Linked DNA regions of Mus musculus: all the other regions are linked to region 2. The links are chromatin contacts, called in public HiChIP or PLAC-seq maps. All regions are on one chromosome and are shown on one strand. The core of a region is the stretch at or near the end of the contact, and the rest is flanking DNA. Distances in the headings are between cores, read along the strand shown.

Evidence for each region. HiChIP or PLAC-seq counts read pairs in DNA pulled down with a chosen protein or histone mark.
Region 1: an H3K27ac HiChIP or PLAC-seq map of microglia shows a contact between it and region 2, with 4 times the contacts expected there. The contact joins two enhancer-like sites. A contact is called at or near these places in 1 of 15 datasets of contacts at CTCF or cohesin (large pre-B cells) and 1 of 115 datasets of contacts at active chromatin or transcription factors (microglia).
Region 3: a contact with region 2 is called in an H3K27ac HiChIP or PLAC-seq map of microglia, with 6 times the contacts expected there. The contact joins two enhancer-like sites. A contact is called at or near these places in 2 of 39 promoter capture datasets (cranial neural crest and pre-B cells), 1 of 115 datasets of contacts at active chromatin or transcription factors (microglia) and 1 of 9 other capture datasets (embryonic stem cells).

Annotation. Positions count from the first base shown.
Region 1 is chr11:106,104,334-106,108,815 of GRCm38.p6, forward strand. All of the region lies in intron 2 of Map3k3 (mitogen-activated protein kinase kinase kinase 3), which reads left to right. Among named protein-coding and RNA genes, the nearest start is that of Map3k3, 22 kb to the left of the region's middle. Within about 2 kb of position 2,053, at least 71 of the 459 cell types and tissues checked have an H3K27ac peak or open chromatin away from gene starts, as enhancers often do. A contact at or near this core is called in microglia, where this site is marked.
Region 2 is chr11:106,417,993-106,422,823 of GRCm38.p6, forward strand. It overlaps Ern1 (endoplasmic reticulum (ER) to nucleus signalling 1), which reads right to left. Exons shown (of 22, transcript NM_023913.2): 8 at 3,714-3,975; 9 at 2,027-2,105; 10 at 832-997. Among named protein-coding and RNA genes, the nearest start is that of Icam2, 38 kb to the left of the region's middle. Within about 2 kb of position 1,594, at least 93 of the 459 cell types and tissues checked have an H3K27ac peak or open chromatin away from gene starts, as enhancers often do. A contact at or near this core is called in microglia, where this site is marked.
Region 3 is chr11:106,816,431-106,821,128 of GRCm38.p6, forward strand. It overlaps Cep95 (centrosomal protein 95), which reads left to right. Exons shown (of 20, transcript NM_177088.3): 17 at 223-375; 18 at 1,404-1,550; 19 at 1,766-1,837; 20 at 2,104-2,431. The coding sequence ends at 2,295. Smurf2 (SMAD specific E3 ubiquitin protein ligase 2) reads right to left here. Exons shown (of 19, transcript NM_025481.3): 19 at 3,631-4,698. Among named protein-coding and RNA genes, the nearest start is that of Cep95, 30 kb to the left of the region's middle. Within about 2 kb of position 3,316, at least 78 of the 459 cell types and tissues checked have an H3K27ac peak or open chromatin away from gene starts, as enhancers often do. A contact at or near this core is called in microglia, where this site is marked.

The sequences.
Region 1 (4,482 bases), core at 803-3,302, 310 kb before region 2:
TGTATGGGTATTTTAACCATGTGTCTGTGTACCATGAACATGACTGATGGTTGTGAGTTACCATGTGGGTACTGGGAACTAAACCCAGGTCCTCTGGAAGAGCGGGTAGTGCTCTGTCACAGTTTGTTTTTTATTTGCAGAATTCTGTACTAACAAACCATATTCTGTATTAACAAATAAACCTCGAATCTCTGTGCTTAATCTGGTGAGTCCAGTATGAGGGGTAGGATAGATTTCTCCATAATCACTATACTCATGTTGAAACATCATGAAACTCCCTTGAAACATCCAGCTGCCAGAACTCAGTTCTGTCCCAGCTGTTGATCAAAACCACATACAGCTAACTCCTGGAAATAGTGTGAGGGTGTTCTTTCTGCCTTGGCTGGGTGGCTTCTGTAGCTGCTGCCCTCAGTGAGGAAGAAGCAGCATATGGTATACAGCGTACACACCATGCTACCTTTCTAAGTCCTAAATGTGCAGTCCAGACAATTTTGCTTCCAAGTATTTTGGCTAAAAGATAGTGGAGTTTTTGTAATCATTTATTGAGAATTTATATGTCAGATATCATTTGGATCTCATTATGTGATTATATAATTTAAATTTTTGGAAAGTCTATCCAGTAAAGTATGATCACCAGTCTCACTTTACAAATGAGAAAATTGAGTCACGAGAGATTTAAACGACAAGAGCAAGATTGTACAGCCAAGAAACTGTAGAATCAGAACTTAAAGAAGGTAGTTTGATTCCTATGTTGACATTGAAAAAAAGTTTATGTGTTTGAGTATTTTGCCTAAATGTTTGTATGTGTAATATGCACATATCTGGTGACCAAAAAGGTCAGAAGAGGGCATCAGCTCCCCTGGAGTTGGAGTTATAGATAGTTGTGGGCCACTTCGTGGGTGCTAGGAACCAAGTCCCACCCTTCTGCAAGAGCAGCAGTGGCTTTTAGCCTCCAAGCTATCTCTTCAGTCCCCAATACTATCTTAATTTTTTTTTGTTTTTATTAGTGAACTTTATTTAAAATTTTAAATGCAGTCCTTTCCTTTCTTTTCTTTTCTTTTCTTTTCTTTTCTTTTCTTTTCTTTTCTTTTCTTTTCTTTTCTTTTCTTTTCTTGGATATTTTCTTTATTTACATTTCAAATGTTATCCCCTTTCCCGGTTTCCCCTCTGGAAATCCTCTATCCCATCCCTCCTCCCCCTGCTTCTATGAGAGTGTTCCCCTCCCCCATCACACCTACCCATTCCTGCCTCCCTGCTCTGACATTCTCCAACACTATCTTAATTATTAATTTTTTTTTAATTTTTAAAAAGATTTATTTATTTATTATATGTAAGTACACTGTAGGTGTCTTCAGACACACCAGAAGAGGACATCAGATCTCATTATGGGTGGTTGTGAGCCACCATGTGGTTGCTGGAATTTGAACTCAGGACCTTCAGAAGAGCAGTCAGTGCTCTTAACCACTGAGCCATCTCTCTAGCCCATTATGTAACCCTGGCTGTCCTGGAATTCACTATGTAGATCAGTCTAGCCTTGAACTCATAGAGATCCCTCTGCCTCTGCCTCTGCCTCCTGCCTCCTCCTGCCTCCTGGGTTCTGAGACTAAAAGTGGCTACTTCTTCTAATGGACAGGGCACATGGAGGAGAGGGGAGGGGAGGGGGAGGGAGAGGGAGAGGAGAGAATGTGCCTCTGTGTGTGTGTGTGTGTGTGTGTGTGTGTGTGTGTGTGTGTCCGTCCGGGTCTGTCTGTCCATCTGTTTGTGTGCCCGTGTCTGTACATCTATGGAGGTCAGAGAGTTGGTTCTCTCCTACCATGTGAATGCAATGGTTCTTAGACTTGGCAATGAGTGCCTCTCTTCTCTGGGTTCTCTCTCTGTCTCCAGCGCTGCCTTCATCTCTGATTCAAGTCCATGTCAAACAGACGAAGTTTTGCTTCATCTTAGATTGGGGTGTGCCAAGGGATGTGAGAACTCTCTGTTAAGAGGTTGACTAAAGAGAAGGAAGGTATTGAGAGGAGCGAAAAGCCAGAAGTCGAAACGTGTTGGGGGAAGGGTGAGAGAGGCCATGAAAGAGGAACCAACCAAGGAGCAGAAGTGGTTAGAATGCTGTTAAGTTCTTTAGGCTAGAACTAAGTCTTATAAATCAGAGGAGACTAGGTTTAAACTAAGTCAAGGAGAATAGTGTGGGAGTTGAACATTAGTTGTCTTAATCTGAACTTACTTGTGGCTGACAGGAGAAACTCAGATTTGGGAATTAGCCAGATTAGTTTATCTGGGCAAAGGATGATATCTGTTGAAATCTGCATTCTGTTTTGTCATAGCATCAGAAAAGGCATCTTTTTATATACTGTTTTACTAGTCATGGACTTGCTTAGACTTGGTAGGAGTGATTTGGAGCTTGAAGTTCAATTCCCCTTTGCACTAATCTAATGTAGAACAATGCTTGAGTTATGGCCACCCTGGAATAGACTAGCTCCTTCAGTTCAGTAAAGGGTCTGAGGAAGGTTTTTATAGGTGTATCTAATTACAGTGTTGGTCTAGTTGAAGAATGAGTACTTGTACTATGCTTTAAGCCATAATTGTAAGAAATTTTAATTATATTTTAGTTTGTTCTTTGTGTATATATATGCCAGCTTATGTGCACTGAAATCAGAGGGCAACTTTTGAAAGTTGTTCTTTTTCTTCACCATTTGGGTCTTGGGATAGATCTCAGGTTTGGCTGCATTAGCTGAGCCATCTCACGGGTTCCTGAATCATCTGTCTGGCTCTGATATTTTCTTTTATTCTAGTTTAGTGATTCTTAAGCTATGGCCTAGAGACCCTGTAGGATCCTCCTTTGGTCCTTTGAAAGACACTGGGAGTATATGGAGTTAAAACTGTTTTCATAATGATTCTGTGATGTTATGCCCTGTTTACCTTCGTCCTCACAAGGATATATAGGGACTTTCCAGAGGCTTCATGATGTAGGTTATTACAATAGATTGAATGTAGAAACAGGCATGAAAATTCTGCCATTTTAGGCCATGCATTAAAGAGATCTGCATTCAGTCACTATGTTTTGAAATATTAATATTTTACATTAAAAGTAAGTAAAAGTAATATAATTTTACATTAAAAGTAATATTACATTTTACATTAAAAGTAATTAAGTGATCTTAATTACTATTAGTATACAAAGTATAAGTTTTTAACATATATGAAATCTCTTTGAGAGCTGCAGTAGTTTTTAAGGTATGTATTAGAACCAGTATTCCATTTCAAGGAATGGGAAGGAGTTCTAGCTTTATAATCTCCTGGGAAAAGAAAGTCCTTTCTGCATCCTTCCCTCCTTACAAACTCCTTTCCTTTTCTTCTGTGTTGTTTCACTTTGTGTGTTCTTCATCTTTAGATGCCCAAAGCCCTCTTTCTTCCCAGCTACAGTCTATTAATTTGTCTTTTTCAGAATAATTCATTAATTGATGTGAACTGTTTTTCTCTTTTACCTGTTATTTACTGATTTCCTGACAATATTATTTTTAAAACGCTATGGCTGGTTTTTTTCTTCTCTGATATCTCTTTGCTTTTCCTGTCAGGAAAATCTGAAAAGATTCCCTCAAGGTGTTTGCAATTAACTGGGACTACATAAGTCTACACCACCACACCCAATTTAATTTTTTAAAGATTTATTTATTATATTTATAAATACACTTAGCTGTCTTCAGACTCATCAGAAGTGGGTCTCGGATCCCATTACAGATGGTTGTGAGCCACTGTGTGGTTGCTGGGAGTTGAACTCAGGACCTCTGGAAGAGCTCTTAACCACTGAGCCATCTCTCCAGCTACCCCAATTTACTTTTTATTTCTGACATTTACACTTGGTTTTGTTCTTATGTCCATCCATCCATTTAACAAACATTACTAATCACACATATAATGTGCCATTCCGTTGTTTGGCACAGAGGTACAGAAACTGGATAAGCAGTCCTTGCCTTTCCAAAATTTATAGGCTATCTGGATAGTCACATTGGATTAAATTAAGTAAGAACAATATCTAAGGTTATTTGTTTAGTTTCCTAGTTTACTGGGGTAATCTTGGGAGGATTGTGGGAAGTGAATAATAGAACTAACAGCAGCAGCTATAGAAGCAAAAACCACTTATTACATGTTTACTTCATGTCAGATATTTTCCTAATATTATCTCATGTAGTTCTCATTGCAGCTCTGCAAGATATATTTAGCCCCATTCTGCAGTTGTAAACACTGAGACATAGAAATGATAAGCAATGTTACATTATTTGTACCTAGAAAGATATGCGGCAAGATTTCATGTTTTATTTAGCTGAATCAATCAGCCAAAAAGGAATAGTATTATTTATTTATTTAACTATGTATGTATGTATGTGTGTGTGTGTATTGTATGTATATGTGCATATGCCTGAAGTTAGAGGCATCTCCTGGAGCTGGAGTTATAAGCAGTTGTGAGCTATCTCTTGTGAGTGCTGG
Region 2 (4,831 bases), core at 344-2,843:
ACCCTCACTTCTGCCTTTGTTTGCAATACTCACTGCCTTGGGGTATAATCTCAACCTCTTATCTTTGTAACCAGGCCTTTAATTCACTCCCAGGGTCAAGGATAGTAAGGGCAACAACAATGGGAAGAAGAAAAAAAGATAAGGCCAGGGTGCATCCCAGAGTCAAAGCATGCTTGGCACGCTTAAGGCCCTGGTCTCTGCCTTAGCAAATGGGAGGGAGGAGAGAAGCCAAGTATGTGGGAAACAGGGACTGAATGAATTGGGGGTCACCTGAGTAACATAGTGACATTCTGTCTCCAACAATATGAAACAAACCAAAAAAATCAGACCGAGAAAAAGAAACTCCCCAAGAGCCTTTCTGTGAGGGCCCAGGAACAGCGCAGACTCTTCATGGTTGTTGATTCTGGTTTCTCCTCAGATTGCTAAGTATTTTGCCTTTATTTCCACAACTGTCACTCATCATAGGTCTTAAACTTGTCCTGCCCAGCCTCTTATCCACACTGATTCCTATTCCAAATGACAAGTCCCAGTATTCTTATAGAGTGGAAATAACAAGGGTACCCACCTCACATGGTCACTGTGAGGAACAGGGAGCAGACATTGCCTGAAATTTACACCAAATGTTTCAATCTTGGAGAGAAACTGGTTTTTTTGAGACCTGATTAAGCAACCTGGAACTCCTTGAAAATAAAAATATTCCCAGGCCTAAACCATCTTGACATGGACAGAGCACACAATGCATTCACAATGAAGAGCAGCAGTAAACCAGCAGGGCTGGCTTTTGCCCACCAGGGGGCAGTATGTTACCACCTAGCAAGAAGCAGCTCTTACCTATGAGAAGCCAGTAATTCCTCAAGTAGTTCAGCTTGCTCTTCCCTTTGAGTCCAGGGTCAAACTTGAGGTCTGTGCTGGGAGTGATCACACACTCTCCTTTGTCTCCAATGGTGACGCCATCTGTCTGGGGGCCTTCCAGCAAAGGAAGAGTGCTGCCTCGAGGCTGTGGAGATGGGATGCGGTGAGCTGCAGGGCTGGCAGGAGAGGTTTCCCAAGGTCCTAAAGGTTTCCCTAAAGGGACAGTTGTGGCTCACGCAGCTCAACAATCATCATCCATCAAAGCATGACACAAAGATCCTGGGACTGGGCAAGGGACACTCTACTGACATCTTTTCAGATTGTTTGCTTAAGACAGAACTCAAGCAGCCCAGGCTGTTCTTGAACTCTAGACTCTCCTGTTTGCATCTCGCAAGTGCTGGGATTACAGGCATCAACTATCATGTCTGGTCCTGCCATGTCAGGTTTGCATGTTTGGGTACCGAGAACCAGGAAGAACATGCATGATAGAACTCCGAGAAGCTACTATCAGAAATTCTATGAAACCATGTAAGAATCTATATGGTCACAGATGACGCAACTGACAGTGTGGAATAAACTGCTGAGTTGTTAGACACTGATGAGTTGATAGAGTCAGGAGTGGCCTCACTGCTGCAGCAGCCAACCAACTCACCAGGCAGCCAGTATACAACCAGCCAGTCCAGGCACAAGCACATCAGGAGTGTAATGTCCCAGTCACTCGGTGAGAGTGCTCAAAGCAGGCTGGAGAAGCCTGAGGAGGCATGGAGCACTCACAAAAGGATTGAGCAGGGGAAAGGAAGTGAGAGACCAGCAACTGAAGCTCAGAAGAAAGAATAGGGAAGTTTGGGTGATCATGGGAAGCATGTGCTTCTCTGGACCATGCAACCCTGAAAACTAGCAGAGTGGTAGGTAGGCAGGGTGGGACTGGCTGGAAGAAAGCCTGACGGTTAGATCTGAACACAAAGCCATAGGGAGTGAGTCTTTCCTGGCTTCAGGGAGCTGCTTCTGTCAGCATCTGCTTTCAGCAGGATGTGGATTTATAGAAGCCGCTCATGATTCACTCAGCTCTGCACTTCCCCTTCCTAACCAGACGTTTACACAAAACTCAATGTCACTTTTTGCTAGAACAAAAGCAGTCAAGAAACTGCATCTTTAGGTCCCACACTCGACTCACCACGACAGCAACCCCCTCATGCACCATTGAGGGAGAGGCATAGAGGCTGGTGGAATACTTCCCAACATACAGAGTAGGCCTGAGGAAAAAAACCAGAAACATACATCTTAAGTCATTTTATGTCCAAACCCCATACACTGTGGCTTTTAGGATATCAGAAGCATAGACACAAGTGTCAACTGCCACACATGAGCCATGAAACTCTCACAAGGAAACCAGCAAGGTGGCAGGGGTACTGTAGAGTGACAGGGCAGTAGGTCTTCAGGCCCCAGATTTGCCTATCACCTACAGAATGGGAAGCCTCTTTCCCTGCCTGCAAATGGCAGGACTGGACTAGACTGGACTAGACCAGTGCAGCCGAGGAAAGGGCTGCACTGATGACTAGCAGGAGACTCAGCACTTAGCACCTGCTGCCAGTTTCTCAGGTGAGCGAGCCAGCACTCTTTCAGAAGCACTACACTCAGCACTACCATGCTGCTGTGGGCTTTATGAGGACTTCAGGGCTCAGCAAAGGAACAGGTGCTCCATTCCAGATGCTGAGAGCAAAAGGAATGTATCTTGTACAGGGCAGTGCACACCTGTAATCCCAGGACACATAGCACACTGGAGGCCAGCCTAGGCTCACGAGACCCTGCCTCAAATAAAGAAAACAAACAAAGCAAAAAGCAAAATGAGAAAAAAAGAAAGAAACTCCAATCCAAACTGAATGATATTTCTTGGTAATGTGCTCCCACCTGAGATATCACAGAGGGCTGTCTAGTACCAGCATGAAAACAGCGGGAGCTATACCTACAGAGCTACAGTAATTACTACTGTCAAGAGCCTTGGATCAGTCATCTATGAAATTATCCAAAGTTCTTTCTACAAATACCTTCTACCTAAATGGTGTTTCACTATAGACAACAGTTTCACAATATGATTATATTTCAGCTTCTCCACAAATCTATGGAGTAGGAAGATTGAGGCCTAGCTTTTAACAGGTAGAAATGAAGGATACAGCCTGCTGAGTTTTGGTCACATACACTGTGATACTTTTTTTTTCTGATTTTTAAAATGAATATGACATGTATTAAAAATTTTAAATATATAGTCTTGTAATACAGTCTCCCCTCATATTTTGTAGTCAATGTTCAAGAAGTCCAGGTAGGTAGACAATTGTAATCCCATTACTTAGGAAGCTGAGGCCAGCATGAGTTACATAATGGGACTTTCTCTTCAAACCCATAAACATAATACAGAAGCAGAGAGAGAAAGAGAAAGGCAGTGACAGAGAAGTCTGAAGTATAAAGGGGTACTACATGGCTTACATTCTGAGGTTCCGAAATGAGCCAGCGGTTTGTTTGGTTTTTTGGGGGGTGGGGTGGGGGTAATTTGCTTTTCAAGACAGGGTTTCTCTGTAGAGCACTGGCTGTCCTGGAACTCCCTCTGTAAACTAGGCTGTCCTCGAACTCAGAGATCCACCTGCCTCTGTCTATTTTAGCTGGGAATAAAGATGTGCACTACCACCATCCCCCAGCTCAAAACAAGTCTGTGACTCTTGATGTTCTACATGAGCTCAGAGATATCTGCCAATTCCCTGACCCCCCCAGTATAGGGCATATTACACTGTAGCAGTCCCAGAATGCCAAGTTTGTCCTTTGCTGCCTGTTCTGTCCTGTCCTCATCTGTCCCAACTCCTCCAACTCACGTTAGCTTGCTCTTGGCCTCTGTCTCCTTGGGGAATGGATACTTCCACTTGGTGATGCGCCCCACTTCCCCAGACATGAAGGTCAAGTAGCGTAGAGTCTCCACAGCAACGTTGATGTGCACCACCTTTCTCAGGACCTCCCCCTGCCAGACGTAGAAGGCCACCACAGGAGAGGCATAGTTTTGGATCCACAGGACATCCCCAGATTCACTGTCCACAGTTACCACCAGTCCATCGCCATTGGACACAAAGTGGGACATCTCTAAAGACCAAACAAAGCATGTCAGCCACATTCCCACCCAGGGCCTCTTCTCTCGGAGGCTGCACTCGGATCACTGAAGTGGAGGCTTCCAGAACATTCTCAGGTCACAAGAAGTCACTGGTTTGCAATGAACTCTTCAGTTTTAAGACACTGTGATATGCCTGGCTTATAAATGTAAAATAGGCTTCTTTTCCCACCCCCCTGCCTTTTTAAAAAATTACTCTCTCAATAAGTGAGAGTAAATGCTGAGAGGAAAGGAGCGAATGCAGTGCCAATGACGCTAACATTTTATAGCAATCATTGAAAGCCCGGGCACCCAGAGACAGTGTGTGAGGTCCTGAGCCAGAAAGAAGAGTCAGACTTTCAGATACCAGTGTTAAGACAATAAACTTAGGGGCTGGGGAGATGGCTCAGAGGTTAAGAGCACCGACTGCTCTTCTAGAGGTCCTGAGTTCAAATCCCAGCAACCACATGGTGGCTCACAACTGTTTGTAATGAGATCTGACGCCCTCTTCTGGTGTGTCTGAAGACAGCTACAGTGTACTTATTTATAATAATAAATAAAATCTTTGGACTACAGAGAGCAGGGCAGGAGCAAGCAGAGTTGACCAGAGCAAGCAGAGGTCCTAAATTCAATTCCCAGCAACCACATGAAGGCTCACAACCACCTGTACAGCTACAGTGTACTCATATACATAAAATAAATAAATAAATCTTAAAAAAAAAACTTAGTTGCACAGTTATCATCTGAGTTGCAGAATGTGACAGCTACAAGTTATTAGAGTATAAACCATATTTAAATGTGGACTGCCTTTTCTTATCGTGGTACTAGGGATTGGACCCAGGGATTTGAGCA
Region 3 (4,698 bases), core at 2,066-4,565, 400 kb after region 2:
CCCAGTCGACAGGACACAGGATGGTGGCTCATCAGTGTCAGGGCCCATGTGCTCTGCACAGTGAGACGTCAGTGCCGCTCCACAGACTGTGGGGATGCAGCTGCCATGGTCTTTCCTGCCTGCCCAGCTTACAGCTGGAAGGCGTCATTCATGGTGGGGAGCTGAGGGGATGAGCTGAATGCTCAAGCTGGCCCTCTGCTTGCCTTCTTCCCCCTTCCCTAGCAAGACTTCAGGGACCGAATTCAGAGACAAAGGTTGACCCAATCAAAGATAAAAGAAAATCGTCATCAAAGTGTTCGTGCCCGGAAATATTATGATGATTACAGAGTTCAGTTACGTGCAAAAATGATGAAGATGAGAACCCGGGAAGAAATGGTATGTATACCTTTCTGTCTGTCTAGCTCTGCTAAGGGGAACTTATGTTTGGAACCAGTTTCTTTGTCTATAAATCTTACCTCAATTTGGATCCAAAATCCAAATCTACGTCCCATATGCAGTCAGGACTTGTGCTTGATGGTGATTCACTGCCCGGCCGTGGATTCCCGTCTCCTCTGTCTTCATGGCCCTCCTCCTAAGATGCAGCCACAAGTTGCTCGACCTCCTTCACATGCTCTGCAGTACAGCTGCTCTAAGGGTTTGAGAGCACACTGCAGACAACAGAAATTAAGGCATGCTTGCGTGATGCAGCACATGCAAAGAATTACCATGCTGTGAGTTGTTCCCACAAGATGCACTGATGGTCGAAGCCTAACCAAAGTGTGAGGACCCCCAAGTTACTGGTAACATGCACAGATGCTTCAGAAATCTTTCCTGAAGGCAGAGAGCACTGGTACATGAGAGGGTGCTGAGCACCAGTAGGAAGGCACAAATGAAAATCACAGCAGACACCACTCACACCCACAGGGATGGCTAAAACAGAAATTGTGAGGACGTGGGGAAGACAGAACTCATGCAGGGCCGGTGGGCTTGTGGGGAGGTGTGATTGCTTTTGTAAATCTGGCAGTTCTTTGGAAGGTTACTGGAATGCTGGGTAGGGTTAGAATTTTTGGATGGGTAAGTGTGTGGTGTGTGTGTACCCACATAGCAACCAAAACAACTAAAAAGGACCCATGCCTCTCAGTTTAAGAATTTGTGAATCAAATTTATATTCACACAGTAGAATGACAAAAAGTGACAGCTCTGTCTGTAGGGGATCTGACCTTCGAAGCGTGTCAGGTTAAGGCTGTGTTCAGAACAGGAAGGGAGGACAGCAGTGCTGACGAGCATAGGTTTCATGTCTGGGATAGTCACACAATTCTGAGTCTACAATGTATGTATATTTCATGTATGTGAATAACGAGGAAAGCTATTATTTGAAAAGCCTTTGTGAAATGCAGTATAACTTATGATTAAATAACCAACAGATCTTTAAGAAACTGTTTGAAGAAGGTTTACAAATTCAGAAACAAAGACTACGAGACCTAAGAAACTACGCCAAAGAGAAACGCAACGAAGAAAAGAGACAGCACCAGAATGAGCTGGACTCGATGGAGAACCACTATAAGGACCAGGTGGGCTTGATGCCAAGCACCTGTCAGCTTGGCTTAGGTCATGGCTGGCTACTATGCAATCAGCACAGCTTTGCAGCAGTGATTGTTTCTAAGGCAAATTTAAGACAGTATTTAAAACAGTATCCCGTGTATGTTGTCCTATTTCCATTTTGATTTAAGATGGAGTATAAGAATAATTGCATTGTGATGGAATATTTGTCTTTTCTTCCCCACAGTTTTCATTGCTAGCAGAAGCCATCTCACAGGAACGTCAAGAACTCAAAGTGAGACAGAAATTCCAGGCTCAGGTAATAATGGACAGGACAGGAATTAGGAGGGAAACAGAAAATGTTATTGTAACTTCAAAAGAACAGAGAGAATACAAAGAGAATGCATCTCTGCTTCCAAGTACCTGATGGGCTGATGTTAGCAGCTCTGGTCTTGGAAGGGAGCCAACAAATCACAGCTCTCTGGAGGAACCGGCTGGGAGCGGGCAGATGGGGGGCTCGGGGCTGAGAATAGAGGGGCCTGGACTAAGAGTCACAAGCTTCAGACTGACTTAGTTCTCTTTCAGACATTACATAAGGTGAAGAGGGAGCTGAGAGCTAAAATGGAGAAGGAGATTCAGCAACTGCAGCACATGATAACGCAGAACGACGATGATGCTTTCTTCCGGGAGCTAGAAGCTGAGCGCTTCAAAGCTCGGCTGCAGTTGGCTTCCTTCCAGTACAGTAAAAATCCTTTCCCAAGAGGCCAAACTTCATAGGTGAAGTTTCTAGACACCTTAATATGAACAGAGCTAGACCTGAGCCAGTAAACAGTCTAAACCAGAATATGCCTTATTTATGTATTCATGTTAAAATTTAGAATTATTTTAAATAAAAACTTTCTCTTAAAGCTTACTGCTTTTGAATTTATAACCTAAAACCTGAGAAAAGGGAATAAAGGCATTTAGCTCTGTTAAAGCTGTTAGCAAGTCCTGCCAGCCCACTTGTGAAGCATGTTGATAGAGGTCAATAAAAGTTATTGACTGTGTATGAACTCCAGGACCTAACAGCATCAAACAGGCTGTGGATGAAGCCAATAATGGCTACTGTTTTGGAGTTCAGGAGCTATGTAGTCTTAAGTCCCTCATCTACCATTTGGGAGCTGACTTCCATTTCCCTAGCTGTATCTACTTCCTGGCTAGAAGATGAGGTCATCTCTGTTCAGGATGACTGCAGGCATCCGAGTGCTGGGATTACAGACTTGCACCACTATACCTTTCAGGAAGATTACCTTTTATATAGCCTTTTAACTATAACTAGACAAAGCAGTTTAGAGTGTTAACATAAAAGGGTACTACCCTCTGGTGTACTTCCATCTATCCTATAACTAGTCTCTTGACTTCATGCTACTGAAAAAGCCCGCCAGATAGGTGCTGACACGAGAGCAGCACTGGAGTGCGGCTCCCTGAAAGTCTCTGTGCCAGCAGCTCTTCACCACGGCAGTCACCTGTCAAGATGCATGAGCAAGCCATGGAGGGGTCTGTTGTCCTCCCTCATCCTTCTAGAAAAGAACTAGAGGAAGCAGCTACAGAACACTGTCAGGACCTGTCTTACACTCTGCTGTCTGCTCGTTTCCAGCTCTTCTAAGCTGTTGCAGCCTCTGCTGTACTGATTCACAGACCACACGTTATGGTGAAGAAAGAACCCACATGCATGTCTTCCCTATCTGTGTATGTAGCTGTACTCCCATCGACTGGCATTCACAGAGCCGTAACTTCTCCTTTTCATTTGCAAGACTTGACTGTTTAACACCAAGGCATGCTGGCAAAGGTTAGGCCATCTGCCGGCCACAGTGCTGCCCTCCAGACCGCAGACAGACCTGATTGTAGATTTTTTTTCTCTCAGAAGTCCCACCACCTCATGGCCCCCAACAACGATGGGAAGTCTCAGCTGCCATGATAGAGAACTGCCCCGCTTCCAGCCGGCCCCACCTCAGGGCAGCCGGGTGCCAGCCTCTAAGCCTGGAGGAAAGCAGCAGTCTTTCCAACTCAAGGCTCCCCGCTATCGCCTGTGAAAAGCCAAACATGGTTTTCAAAACAAGTAAAAACTCAGTATTCTTACAAACCTCGCTGCTGTGACAGTGCAAACAGCATTCATTTTATTGCTCAGCTTCGGCATGGGCACATACATACATACGTACATAGTTAATTTTTAAAAACCATTTATACAGATGTTATTGATAAAGCTCATGTAACAAATGAGTGAAATTACAAAGAATATCAAGGCTAAAACATTCTGTAATAAATACAATGGAAATGATAAAACTTTGCTTTTAAAGTCAGTTTAGAGAAAAGGAGAATATTACATAAAGTGAACTAATTACATCTAGAATCAGCAACTCAGCATTTGGTACAATCATCATCCTAGTGTGAGAACATTAACCACCACACGTGGCCCCGACCGTAAGCTGCAGCTGAAGGGCGAGGCTGTGCTGCTGACCCTGCAGGCACTGGAAGCGGCTAACACCCACCAGTGCCATCTGTCCGATGCACTGCAAGCTCAGGGCAGATTTAGTGTTGTCTAGGAAAGCAAATTATAGTGGATTTAGGAGAAGAGAAATTTGTGCTCTGGCCTGTAAATGTGAGTGGGGTGGGGAGAGCACTGTAAAATACAGAGCAACAAACTGCAAAACAAATGTACAGGATACACAGCACTGCTTTAAAACTTTGTGCCAGAAAATAGTGGCCTCTTACTGCATGTGAGCACAGGGAACCATTGGTCAGAATGAAGCTTTCCTGATGGAACAGAGCGCCTGGAGGCAGGCGACGTGGGGACAGATAAATATTCACATTAAACACAAGGCAAGTCCAGGTTCTGTGACACTGGGGATTTTTGTTTGCTTAGCACCTATTTGGAAGTAATCAGGTAATGTAATTTTGAAATCGAAATCTAAACCATGTTTTTGATGTCTGTGCTATTGAAGACCGTTACATAGGGCAGTTTCCTCTAAAGCTCTGTCAAGTCACTGTAATAAAGTTAAAAGGCACTCAGAAAGCAGTGGGATTTGCCTGTGTTACACTGCATGGAAAACCACTGAAAGCAGCGTCTCCTTAGCACTGCATCCCTGTCCTCTGAGACAGGGTCTCAAGGAAGCCTCAATCCACTGTGTAGGTGAGACTGGC